Linked DNA regions of Sus scrofa: region 1 is linked to region 2. Evidence: chromatin contacts called from public promoter capture Hi-C data. All regions are on one chromosome and are shown on one strand. The core of a region is the stretch at or near the end of the contact, and the rest is flanking DNA. Distances in the headings are between cores, read along the strand shown. Region 1 holds the start of DUSP1 (dual specificity phosphatase 1). Region 2 holds the start of CPEB4 (cytoplasmic polyadenylation element-binding protein 4).

Region 1 (5,807 bases), core at 848-3,347, 960 kb before region 2:
TGGGGTGACGGGGATGGAGACGGGGAAGTTGAAGACGGTGGTGGTGGAGGCGCCTCGGTCCAGCACGGCCATGGCCGGGCTCCCAGCCTCCGCCGAGCAGTGCGGGGCCAGGACCTGGGACTCAAACTGCAGCAGCTGGCCCATGAAGCTGAAGTTGGGGGAGATGATGCTCCTCCTCTGCTTCACAAACTCAAAGGCCTCGTCCAGCTTGACTCGGTTAGTCCTCATGAGGTAAGCGAGGCAGATGGTGGCCGATCGGGAAATGCCCGCCTGGCAGTGGACAAACACCCTTCCGCCGGCATTCTTGATGGAATCTGGAAAACAAAGGGCAGCGGGTTACTTGAGAGCCCAGGAGAACAACCCCAACCCCAGGGAGAGGGTGTCTAAGAGATGCTGTGTGTGTCCTGTCCAGAGGTGGTCACTATCACCTCATGCCATCACATGGGCCCTGTTCCTGGAGGCGGATGGGGGCACTGCGCAAGAGGAACAGGGCATGTAAACCCAGACCAGGGCATGTGAGCAGACCCATGTGGGACAAATTAAGTCAACATTCTGAGATTCGGTTTGCTAACCTGTAAAGTGGGACATCAAATCTATGCTTCATAGGGATGCCACCCACACCTGACTGAGAGTAATGTCTACAGCTTAAAAGAATGTCCCTCAAGTTCTTGCTGTAGAGTTTAGGCTCGGTGGCTCAAACTAAAACAGGGAGGCACAGGTCCCAGGCATCTTGTTCCACTTATTTACCGATGAAATCGATTGCCTCATTGAACCAGGAGCTGATGTCCGCCTTGTGGTTGTCCTCAACGGGGATGCTCTTGTACTGGTAGTGACCCTCAAAATGGTTGGGACAGTTGGCCGAGACGTTGATCAAGGCAGTGATACCCAAGGCATCCAGCATGTCCTTGCGAGAAGCATGGTAGGCACTCCCCAGGTAGAGAAAGGGTAGGATCTCCACTGGGCCACCCTGAAATCCAGAAACATCCAACACTTGTCAAGCCTTGTTCAATGGCAATGCTCATGCCCACACCCACAAAAACTCCCTGAACAAGTCAGTTTCAATACTGGGTGACCTTCGCAGCATCTTGCTGGTATAGAAAATAGGGGACTAAGCCCAGTTGCTTGGGCAGGGCCAACAAAGTTCACTTCTGTAGTGCCAACAATTAGAGACTCAGCTCCATCATACCACTTAACCACGGGATAAATATCCCCGTGTCCCCCGTTATAAATAAAGCTGCATGTCACTTTCTATATTCTCCTACATTTACCAGCTGTTCCTTCTCCCCTCTGGTAAGGCCCCCTACTAACCTGATCGTAGAGTGGAGTGCTGCAAGAACTGCACCCTGATTCGGTGCTGTCAGGGACGCTAGTACTCAGGGGAAGGCTGAGCCCCATGGGGGTCGACTGTTTGCTGCAGAGCTCCGGGCAGGAAACAGAAAAAGCTTCATATCCTCCTGGGAATACAAAGAGACATTTTTTTTCCCATTAGTACCGCCGACACAGGGCACCCTTCAAACAACTCCGCTATCCAACGGGACTGGAAGTTTACCCCGGAGAGGCCCAGGCGAGTCTTTGTTCACAGACCAAACAAAGCCAACAAGTCCCCAGAATGCGGATCGAGCGCCCAGGCGCTCCAGGTGGGGCAGTCCCCTAGATGCTGAGAGCCGGGGGTCCCCGGGCTAGGCGACAGGGGGCGTGCGGCCCGCCCCTGAGCGTCCCCGAGGGCGTACCTTTGAGCAAGAAGATTTGCGCGCCGCGCGCCTCGCGGCAGAGCGCTCCGGCGGCCAGAGCCAGGGTGCCGTCGCGTTTGGCGCACTCCAAGGCAGCGCTGCGCTCGTCCAGCAGCACCACGGCGTGGTAGGCGCCGGCCAGCAGGCGGCCGCGCAGCTCCGCGTTGGGCACGATGTGCTCCAGGCCCATGGCGCCCTTGGCCCGGCGCCGCACGATGGTACTGAAGCGCACGTTGACGGAGCCGGCGATGTGGCCGGCGTTGAAAGCGAAGAAGGAGCGACAGTCCAACAGCAGACACTGCGCCGCGCGCTCCCGCAGCAGCGTCCTCAGGCCTCCGGCGTCCAGGGATCCCACTTCCATGACCATGGCCGGCCCCAGCGCCCCCAGCGTGAAGTCTTCTTGTGCTCTTTGTCCTCGGAAGCCAAGGGGAGGGCGACGGCTTTCGAGGAAAAGCCTGACCCTCGTTTTCTTTAAGCCAAACTCCAAACTGCCTCTGGGCTGAGCGAAGGGTCTTCGTGCGGGTCTCTCGACCGCCTCGGGTTCCTTACTGCTCCCCTGCCTGCCCCTCCAACCCGCGTAGAACCTACAACCCCAACGTCCTTCACGGCGAGTCAGACCCGCGGGAAGCGCGCTTATATGTGGCCTCTCGGCGGGCGGGGCGGGGAGGGGCGCGCGGAGGCGCGCGCGCGCGCGCGCGCGCAAGGGGAGGGGGTTGTTTGTTTGAATGACGGTCACGTGACCGGTGTGGTGACGTCACCCGCCCTGCCGGGCTTGGCGCCGGCCGAGCCAAAGGGGAAGACGTCATCGGCCTCTGAGTGGGGTCCGCTGGCTGCGCTCTGGCTCGGGTCCCATCCCCCGCCGGGCCGTCCGGCCTGCGCCTGGCGCGTCCCCGGGGAGCTGGCCCGAGCTACTCTCCGGGACCGGCAGGGAGGAGAGAGGAAGGGCGCGCGAGCAGCTGAAGGCTGACCTCGGTGTTGAGAGCGGCTGGGAGATCAGGCCGCATGCCACCGGCCTCCGCCTCCCTTCCCCCCGCCCTGTGCCCCTTCCCCGCGCCCCCTCCGCCGCAGAGCAGAACGGAAAGGGGTTTCCTGCGTTTTTGCAGAGATGTGGGCCCCTTTCTCTCATTTCCTCATCCCCAACAGGCGAGGAAACAGGTTCTCAAGGAGAGGCTATTTACTTGCCCAGCATCACGCTGCTGGGGGTCGAGGGACAGAGAGGAGCCTGAAATGAAGGTTGGAGGAAAATTAACGAGTTTGTCCAGCCAAGAACAACCGGGGTGAGTTGGGGTGGAGGTGTTCAGGGAAATATTTTCCTACTCCCCAGACTACTCTCCTGTTACTTAAAAATAAAATGTACATTTAACAAGTAAAATGCCTTCCAGTCAAACCCAAGAGGAAAAAGGTCTTTCTCAGTCATGTGCTTGCCCAGACCATTGTGAACTAAGAAAGGTTAGAAGATTTCAGAGGGCTGAAATCCTGGTCGGGGGGGTCGTAAAGTCAGGTCGAGGACTGCGGGGTTCCGTGTTAAGGGAGGCGGACCCCCCCCCCAGCGCGGCTCGACAGCGCCCTCCCGAGGCCGCCAGACATGTTTTGGGTCACGTTTACTTAAAGACAGTTGTAGCCACTCCATCTCTTTATTCCCCAAATGTGCACTGATTGAGCACCTAACTCTGCCCTGGGCTGGGAGCCTCCAGCTGGGAACAGGAGTCAGGAACAGGAGCCGGGCCCAGCCCCCACGCCCTGGTTCTCGCCACTAATATGGGCTTAACTCGAAATCCCCATCCTGGGTGCTCTAAGAGGATTACCAGGACCTGGACGCGCATTTGGGGAGACCCGCATGCGGTTACCCTCGTCCTGGGCTACCGAGTGACAACCCCCACCCCCCACCTCAGGCGGCAGAGCCTCCTTCGGGCGGCACCGATGTGCTAGGTACACAAACATAAACATTGCGCCACCGGGCTGGATTGCCTGGTCAGGAACATTCTGTGGTTTCCTACCCCTCCTCCCGGGGAGGTGGGGGCGGGGATTTCACGGCCACCCTATGTCGTTGATCGCGGATTGTATCACCGGGGGAAACTTCTGCATTTGTCTCGCTTAGCTTGTGTTCTCACAGGCTCAAGCTTTCTGTCTACATTTTAGAAAAGTAAGGGCTTTTTTTTTTTTTTTTTTAAAGGGCGTTTTCTACCTTCAAATGAACATTGGCTGAGGACAGCAAAAAGGTCCTCAGATAAGGTCAACACCCTCCTTGTATCTTTTTTTAAAAACGAAAAAAAAAATATTTGTTTGTACTACTTATTCAGCTGAGGAACTCATATTTCATGCATTGAATCATAAAATGTTACAGCCTCTGACTTTTCCCAGCATACCAACTTGACCTGCCCCAATTTTGGCTTTTTTTTTTTAATTTTTGAAATGTTTTAATTTTTTACCAAGAACATTCATTATACCTTCGCCTACGCATTAAAACACACACACACACACACACACACACAGCCTTTTTGTTAATACAAATATTACAGCGATGAGGGGCACAGTCTGGCCCTGGAGTCTGGTGTCTGCTGAGCTCTGCGGGTTTCTCCTTTCTGTCCCTTTCTGGAAAGAGCAGAACTGAAAGCCCATGCTGTCATGTTGCTTCTGGGTGATCCTAGATGAATCTCTTCCCCTACTGAGCCTCTAACCTCATCTGTACAATGGGTTTTTCAGCCGCCTACTTTGTGGATGGTTTGCGGCCCAAGTTAGAGAAGGGGAGTGTAAGGAACCCAGGCCCTACCCATCCCTTCTCATTACAATTCACTAAGTCTCTGGTTTTCCTCTCCCCAGCAGGGCAGTTCTTTTATTATCAAGCTTCTATGTGTTTCAAGATCTAGCACCAGAACCTGGGGAGGTCACAAGATGCCAGTAGGTGTGGTTGGTACAGAGGTCCAGCTCAGGGTAAGTTCCCTCCTTGAGACCAATCAACACATTATAGCTCAGGCTAGGGGGTCTGGTGGTAAAGCTGTACCCACCCAGGCCCCCAGTCCAAGGAGTAGAAATACTTTTTCTGGCTGGACGTGGAGCCAGAGAGAGACCCAGAGAAATCTGGCCCCGGGTGACTACAGAAGCAGCAAGGGGCTGGAACTGTGGGCCTCGTGTGCAGAGGGGCATGAAAAAGCATCAATCAAAGGATGTTGATTCAGAAGAGAGAACCTGGAAGTTCCCATTGTGGTGCAGTGGAAACAATCCTATTAGGAACCATGAGCTTGGGTGTTCTATCCCTGGCCTCGCTCAGTGGGTTAAGGATCTGATCCGGCATTGATGTGACCTGTGGAGTAGGTTGCAGACACGGCTTGGATCTGATGTGGCTGTGACTGTGGCTGTGGCGTAGGCCGGCACCTGTAGCTCCGATTGGACCCCTAGCCTGGAGACCTCCATATGCCACGTGAGCGGCCCTAAAGAGCAAAAAAACAAAAAAACAAAAAAAAAAAGAAGAGAGAACCTGGCCTTTCTGACTTGGGCTCCTCCTGATTTTAGATGTGCTGAGGGACAAACCTGGAGCCAGTATGGGGTAGTAGGAAGGCCTGACCTGGGCTCCCCACCCTTAATCTATGGCCTTGCCCTCTTGTGTCCCCAGTCCCTCCTTCTGTGATGGAGATAAGAACATGTACTTCTAGAAGGTCCTTGGTGGCTCAGGGGGTTAAGATCCTAATGTTGCCACTGCCCTGTTGCAGGTTCGATCCCTGGCCCTGGAACATCCACATGCCATAGGCATGGCCAAAAAAATACAAAACAACCCATGTACGACTAAGGGCTGTGAAGGGGAAAGAGTGTAGCCAGCGCTGGCATTGCCCTACAATGCCTATCTGAATCCTGCCCTCGAAGTTGACGTTGACTTTGGACCTATCCTGGGGTCATAGGAGGAGAAATAAAGGGTGGCATTCCCATCTATGACAGTCAGAAAGGCCCAAGATCACTGTCTGCTCTGTAACCTTGGGCAAGTGGCTTAACATTTCTGAGCCTCAGTTTCCCCATTTGTAAGCTGGGAATGCTATCCACCTCGGACAAAATAGGACCATGTGTTAGAAAGGGCCTGATGGGGGT
Region 2 (6,003 bases), core at 1,774-4,273:
TAGAGGGGCACCCCATCATACAGAGGTTCCTAGGATAGGGGTCCAATCGGAGCTGCAGCTGCAGGCCTTCGGCACAGCCACAGCAACGCCAGGTCTGAGCCACGTCTGTGACCTGCACCACAGCCCACAGCAATGCCAGATCCTTAACCCACTGAGCAAGGCCAGGGATCGACCCTGCATCCTCATGGATACTAGTCAGATTATTTTCCTCTGAGCCATGGAGGGGAACTCCTGAGGGCAGAATGTTTTCACGGAGGGCAGCCCTGAGCTGAGTATCCTGGGTTTCTGAGTGGACAACTGACACAAGAGAACTGCTTCCTCCTTCCTTCTCCCATGATCCTAGTCCTTAACCAGGAGCCTGGTGTCTACAGAGATCATCTTAGCCTCAGCCCAGGCCAAACCTCCTGCCCAGACTTGATTTAGCCTTAAAAGATCAGGCTGGCCTAGCAGCTCCCCGACTGTGGCACTGGTGAGCCTCCTCCCTCTACGAACCAATACAGATTCCTGGATTCACTCATGCACGCAACTTCCAGGCAAAGGACACTTGTGAAGTAGTTCTCTGCACTTAATATGTTAATAAGGAACTGACATTTTTGTTTTGCTCTACCTAGTTATGTCAAGAGTTTCTTACCCTTTCTGGAGGTTTAAGTTCTTCTGCCAGCATTCAGTTGATGTTCTGTGTGAGTCCTTTTACATGTAGATGTGGTCTTTTGATGTGTTTGTGGGAGAGGGTGAGCCTGACCTCTTACTCCTCAGCCATCTTGCTCCGCCCCTGGGAACTGACATTTTTGAAAAGCTCCTATGAGTCCAGCACTTTGCATGTCTCATGTAATTTACTATCGCCTAGCTAGGGAAGAATATCCTTTGCATTTTATCTTGCTTGTAGGGGTGATTGCACTAGGAAGTTGCAAAGCTAGGAGTCAAATTACCTATATGATTCTAAAGCTAGCCCTCTTTCCTTCAAGAATAGTAGCCATTTTAGCCACTGAGAACTGGTAGCCCCAAAAGACTGTCAACCGTCTACTGGGCACTGGACATTCATTTATTCAATGAACATGTCCTGAGTCTGCTCCATGCTAAACCCTCTCGTGGCCACCCACTGGGGACATACAGATAAATAGACACAACCTCTGCCTGCAAAAAGGTAATTCACTGGCAACCACTGGTTCTCTACAAGATGGTAGAAAAAGGAGCAATCAGGGAAACCATGCTGGAGGAAATGACACTTAACTGAGTCAGCCAAGTCTCAAGGTAAGTCCAGCTGTGGGGAATAAACAGCAGGATAGGACTCAATTCCTAACATTCAAGGAACTCAAAATTACAGAGACAAGACTCATGTTCATTATACAAAGACAGACAATAAAATCACTGATTAAGGTTTCAAACAGTTGTTCTACATGAAAGTATGGGAGGATTGAGAAACTGAGGCAGCAGAAGTTGGAGCCATTGAGGAAAGGCTATGGAAATGAAATGGAAATCACCTTTGTTCATGTGATCCTGCTTAAAAGTCTTGATCTCTCCCTCCACCCCCCACTCTTGCCATAGTTATTTGTAGCTCTAGTCTGATTTCTTCTTTTCATTTTTTACTCCTCATTTCCTACTAAAGGAAAACACTCATTCAGCATATTTAGAACCTGCACTGAGAGCAATGCATTATTACCCTAGGTCCTGAGGGTGGTCATAGCCATGGGAATGCACAAATATGAACAAGACATGGAATCCTTGTGCAGCAAATAACCTAAATGATGAAAGTTTGAGAGATGTGAGGTCCAAAACAAATGGCCTAAACAATGAAATAATTCAGACTTGGAAAGGGGACTGCAATTCAGGAAAGATTTCATTGTGGTTAGTTTTTCCGCTAGTTTCTTCAGCATTCATTCATTCATGACTCCTGTCTACAAGGTGCCCTCCTCAAAGAGGCCACAGTTGACCACAGGCCCAAGAGACATAAGCAACCATTAAAATAGGGGATAAACAAGCATGAGACATACACAGGGCCATGGATGTTGATAAGAGGGAATTTAGAAGACAGAGTTGGTAGCTTTTGAGCCGATTCCTAAAACTAAATAGGAGCTTACCAGGTGGAGAAGAAAGGAAATGGAAGGTTTAAAAGGCACTGAGAAGAGTTAGAGCAGCTTGGTGTGGGGCGTTTGGAGATGAGGTGTTAAGATATACTGCTCACAGAGTGGAAAATCTTTGACTACTAGGCTAAAAAGTTTGGTTTTTTCCAAGGAGGTAGTGGGCAGCTGAAGAGAGATCTGAGCAGGTGAGGTCCATAATAAAGATTTTCGTTTTGTACATCTCCCTCTGGTAAACCGGTAGGGTGAACTAGAGCCAGATGGGGATGAGGGCTCAGCCAAGGACGCCGACAGCGGCTGTATCTTTGTGCCTGAGACTGCACCAGACGGGAGCCTAAACCAAGCAAGAGGAGTGGGGATAGGGGAATGGAAGGTGAAGGAAGAGTCTATATTCAGGACAAGGACGTACGCAGTTCTAGGAACCTCACAGCCGCTGGGAAGAATCGCCTCCCCTTCCAGATCCCTCTGGGGCGGAGCTCCGACCAAGGTACGTGATGCCTGGGGAACCACATTTATTCTGGGCAGTCCTCACGTTCGTCCGCAGTTTTATGGGTCGCCACTCGGATCTCCCACGTCTGAACTCTTTCTCGTGGTGCTGGAGGAATCCGTTCTCTTCCGCGCGTCCTTATATGCCTTTCCAGCAGAGCATGGCTAGACGAGATAAACCGCGCAGGAGTCCTCTGCCCATACTAAAGATGGCGACCTGCTGCGCTCACTCTGGGTGGGGGACCCGGTTCCAGGAGCCCAGCCTCACTAGGCGAGGCGCAGACGGAAGGGGCGTCTCTCTAGGTAACTTTTCGACCTTCCTGGGAGGGGACGTGAGTCGGGGGGCGTGGCCTTATCTGAATTCCAACAGCTGATTGGCCTTTCGTCAGGTGGGCGGGGGCGTATGCCCTAACCCACCCCTCCCTTTTCGAACCGGAAGTGTCTCTCGGTCTTTCCAGCTGGTTGTCATTTCGCTCGGCTCGGTCCTGAGGAGAAGGACTCAGCCGCGGCTGCGGGACCCGGGCACCGGGAGGCGGTGGCGGCGGCGGCGGCAGTAGCGGCGGCAGCAGAGGAGGAAGAGGAGGAAGAAGGAGAGAGGAAGAGGAGCCAGGCGGAGTCCACAACAACGACAGCGGGGACTTCGGGACCGGGGTAAAGCGACCGCGGCGGCGACGACGACGGCCCACACAACCGTGAGGAGAAACAAAAGCCTTCTAAATTATAGTTTTTGAAAAAATCTGGGGGGGGGAAAGAGAGAGCAAAGGGGGGGGAGGTCCTTCTCTTTTGGAATAACTGCGCTGGTGGGTTTTTCCTTTTTTTCCCTGTCCCCCCCCACCCCCCTCGCTGCGGAGAATCGAACTGAGAGAACTGAACAAACCGCCCCTGGGTCCCATGAGGGAAAAAAAACCCGGAGCCGCAGAGAGGGGAAGAGGCCGAAACCGCAGGACCTTCCAGGTCGCCCCCTTGGTCGCCGCACCCCCGGGCCGCCAGCTCGTCCTCGTCGAGTCTCGCTAATCCCTCCTGATCGCGACACCCTCGAGTGGGAGAAACGGGTGTTTCCAGCCCATTTCATGGGGGAGAGGAGGCCAGGGGGAGCCCAGGAACAGCGCCCGCAGCAAGACCTGCACCCAGAGCTTCAGGAACAGCCCCAGAGGCCAAAACTGCACCCCGTGAAAGAGCAGAAACAGGACCAGGAACAGCAGAAACCTCCCTGCAATCATTTTTCCATTAGTCAATGCTGATTTCGCCTCCCACCCTAGATAACCTAATATAATCTATATATATAAAATATAATATATAATGTTCTTAAATTATTCCTGATTTTTTTAACTAAGCTGCCAAGAAAAAGAACGTATTCTCCCTTTAGCCCTATTCTAATTTTTAATGTGAGTGAATCTAAACTGCTGAAGAAGCCCATATGTGATTGTTAAATTATATATATATATATTTTTACTCTGCGCAATGCTTATTCTTCTACATTCATAGATGCTTGAGAAGCTGTGTTTTTGTCATTCATGTACGTTTTCCTTTGGAAAAAGAAAGCGCCTATTTTACTAACCAAAGACTTGATTTTTTACCCTCTTCATTTTTATTCCCTCCTAGAAATAAGCCCAGCTGGATTCATGTCAATGTTTTAAGATTTTTCTTTAGGGTTTGTTGTTTGTTTCAGAAACCAGAATTCCAAATCTGAACTATTTAGGGTGATAAGCTGCGATCTTTGAGCTAGCTAAAAATAAGGCATTTCAAACAAGCAACTTAAATTTGGCATAGAGGATACACATACAAAGACGTGAGACATCAGATTGTCTTTTTTATTATAAGATTCTGAGCCTAAAAATAATAAATGGGGGATTACGGGTTTGGAGTGCTAGTGCAAAGCAATACTGGGAATAAATCTGCTTTTCCAGTCAGATTCCATCCACATCTGCAGCCTCCACACCATCACCAAAATGCCACCCCCAGCCCTGCTGCTTTTATAAATAATAACACAGCTGCCAGTGGCAGCAGCGCCGGGTCAGCTTGGCTCTTTCCTGCTCCGGCTACCCATAACATTCAGGATGAGATCTTGGGGTCAGAGAAAGCAAAAAGTCAGCAACAGGAGCAGCAAGACCCTTTAGAAAAGCAGCAGCTCTCCCCCAGTCCAGGTCAAGAAGCTGTAATACTGCCTGAAACCGAAAAGGCAAAATCTGAAGAAAATCAAGGGGACAATTCTTCAGAAAATGGCAACGGAAAGGAGAAAATAAGAATCGAATCACCTGTGTTGTCAGGGTTTGATTATCAAGAAGCCACAGGGCTAGGTACTTCCACCCAACCTTTGACATCCAGTGCATCGTCTCTTACTGGTTTCAGTAACTGGTCAGCAGCGATAGCGCCTTCTTCCTCTACAATCATCAATGAAGACGCAAGTTTCTTTCATCAGGGAGGGGTCCCAGCTGCTTCGGCTAATAACGGTGCTCTGTTGTTTCAAAATTTTCCCCATCATGTCAGCCCTGGCTTCGGAGGCAGCTTCTCTCCGCAGATTGGGCCTCTCTCACAGCACCATCCTCATCATGCTCATTTCCAGCATCATCACAGCCAGCATCAGCAGCAAAGGAGGTCTCCTGCCAGTCCCCATCCCCCACCTTTCACACACAGAAATGCTGCTTTTAACCAGCTGCCTCATTTGGCAAATAATCTTAACAAGCCCCCCTCTCCGTGGAGCAGCTACCAGAGTCCCTCTCCTACACCATCTTCTTCCTGGAGCCCAGGAGGTGGTGGATATGGTGGTTGGGGAGGTTCCCAAGGCCGAGATCACCGCAGAGGGCTGAATGGAGGAATAACGCCCCTGAACTCCATTTCGCCTTTGAAGAAGAATTTTGCAAGCAATCATATCCAGCTTCAGAAGTATGCTCGCCCCAGCTCTGCCTTTGCTCCTAAATCCTGGATGGACGATAACTTGAACAGGGCTGACAACATTTTTCCTTTTCCGGTAAGATTATGTTCCATTAAAAGATTAAGATGAATAGGGAAATGCATGGTGTAATATCTCTGTAACTGAGAGAGTTTGAATTGTCTGTATTCATATCAGAGCTCTTCTTAGAAAATGCGTTAATTACCAGACAGTATTTCGACAGGAGAAGGGTGTAATTTGGAACAAAATATTCAGCTGGGCTTTTTCTTTTTGGGGGGGGGATTTCTTATTGTTATCTTCCCATAGGTAATCGTAAAAATTGGCATGATTATGAATACCAGGTAACTAGTGATGTCATAATTATTAACTGTAATATCCTTCTAGCCTGACAAGAGAATCAGGGTTGGTTTTTCCCTACGTAAGTGAGAATAAGTAACGTATAGATATAAATATATTTCATCATTGCGGAAATTAATGGACATTTTCTGCCTATGTGCATAACCACATAACCTCCCAAATTTTTTTTCTCCACTGTAAAGTAGTGATTTA

Evidence for each region. Promoter capture Hi-C pulls out the DNA fragments that hold promoters and counts their contacts.
Region 1: a contact with region 2 is called in a promoter capture Hi-C map of fetal liver, with 4 times the contacts expected there. The contact joins the promoter of DUSP1 here to the promoter of CPEB4 in region 2. A contact is called at or near these places in 1 of 5 promoter capture datasets (fetal liver) and 1 of 47 Hi-C or Micro-C datasets (liver).

What each region holds. Positions count from the first base shown.
Region 1 is chr16:51,454,552-51,460,358 of Sscrofa11.1, reverse strand. DUSP1 (dual specificity phosphatase 1) reads right to left here and starts at 2,097. Exons shown (of 5, transcript NM_001256075.1): 1 at 1,731-2,097; 2 at 1,309-1,454; 3 at 748-967; 4 at 9-314; 5 at 1-6. The coding sequence starts at 2,097. LOC102166710 (a long non-coding RNA gene) reads left to right here and starts at 2,477. Exons shown (of 5, transcript XR_001304774.2): 1 at 2,477-3,007; 2 at 4,554-4,661.
Region 2 is chr16:50,496,106-50,502,108 of Sscrofa11.1, reverse strand. CPEB4 (cytoplasmic polyadenylation element-binding protein 4) reads left to right here and starts at 3,023. Exons shown (of 8, transcript XM_005657625.3): 1 at 3,023-5,532. The coding sequence starts at 4,408. LOC110257261 reads left to right here and starts at 778. Exons shown (of 2, transcript XM_021076837.1): 1 at 778-2,867; 2 at 3,023-4,015. The coding sequence starts at 2,573. The coding sequence ends at 3,219.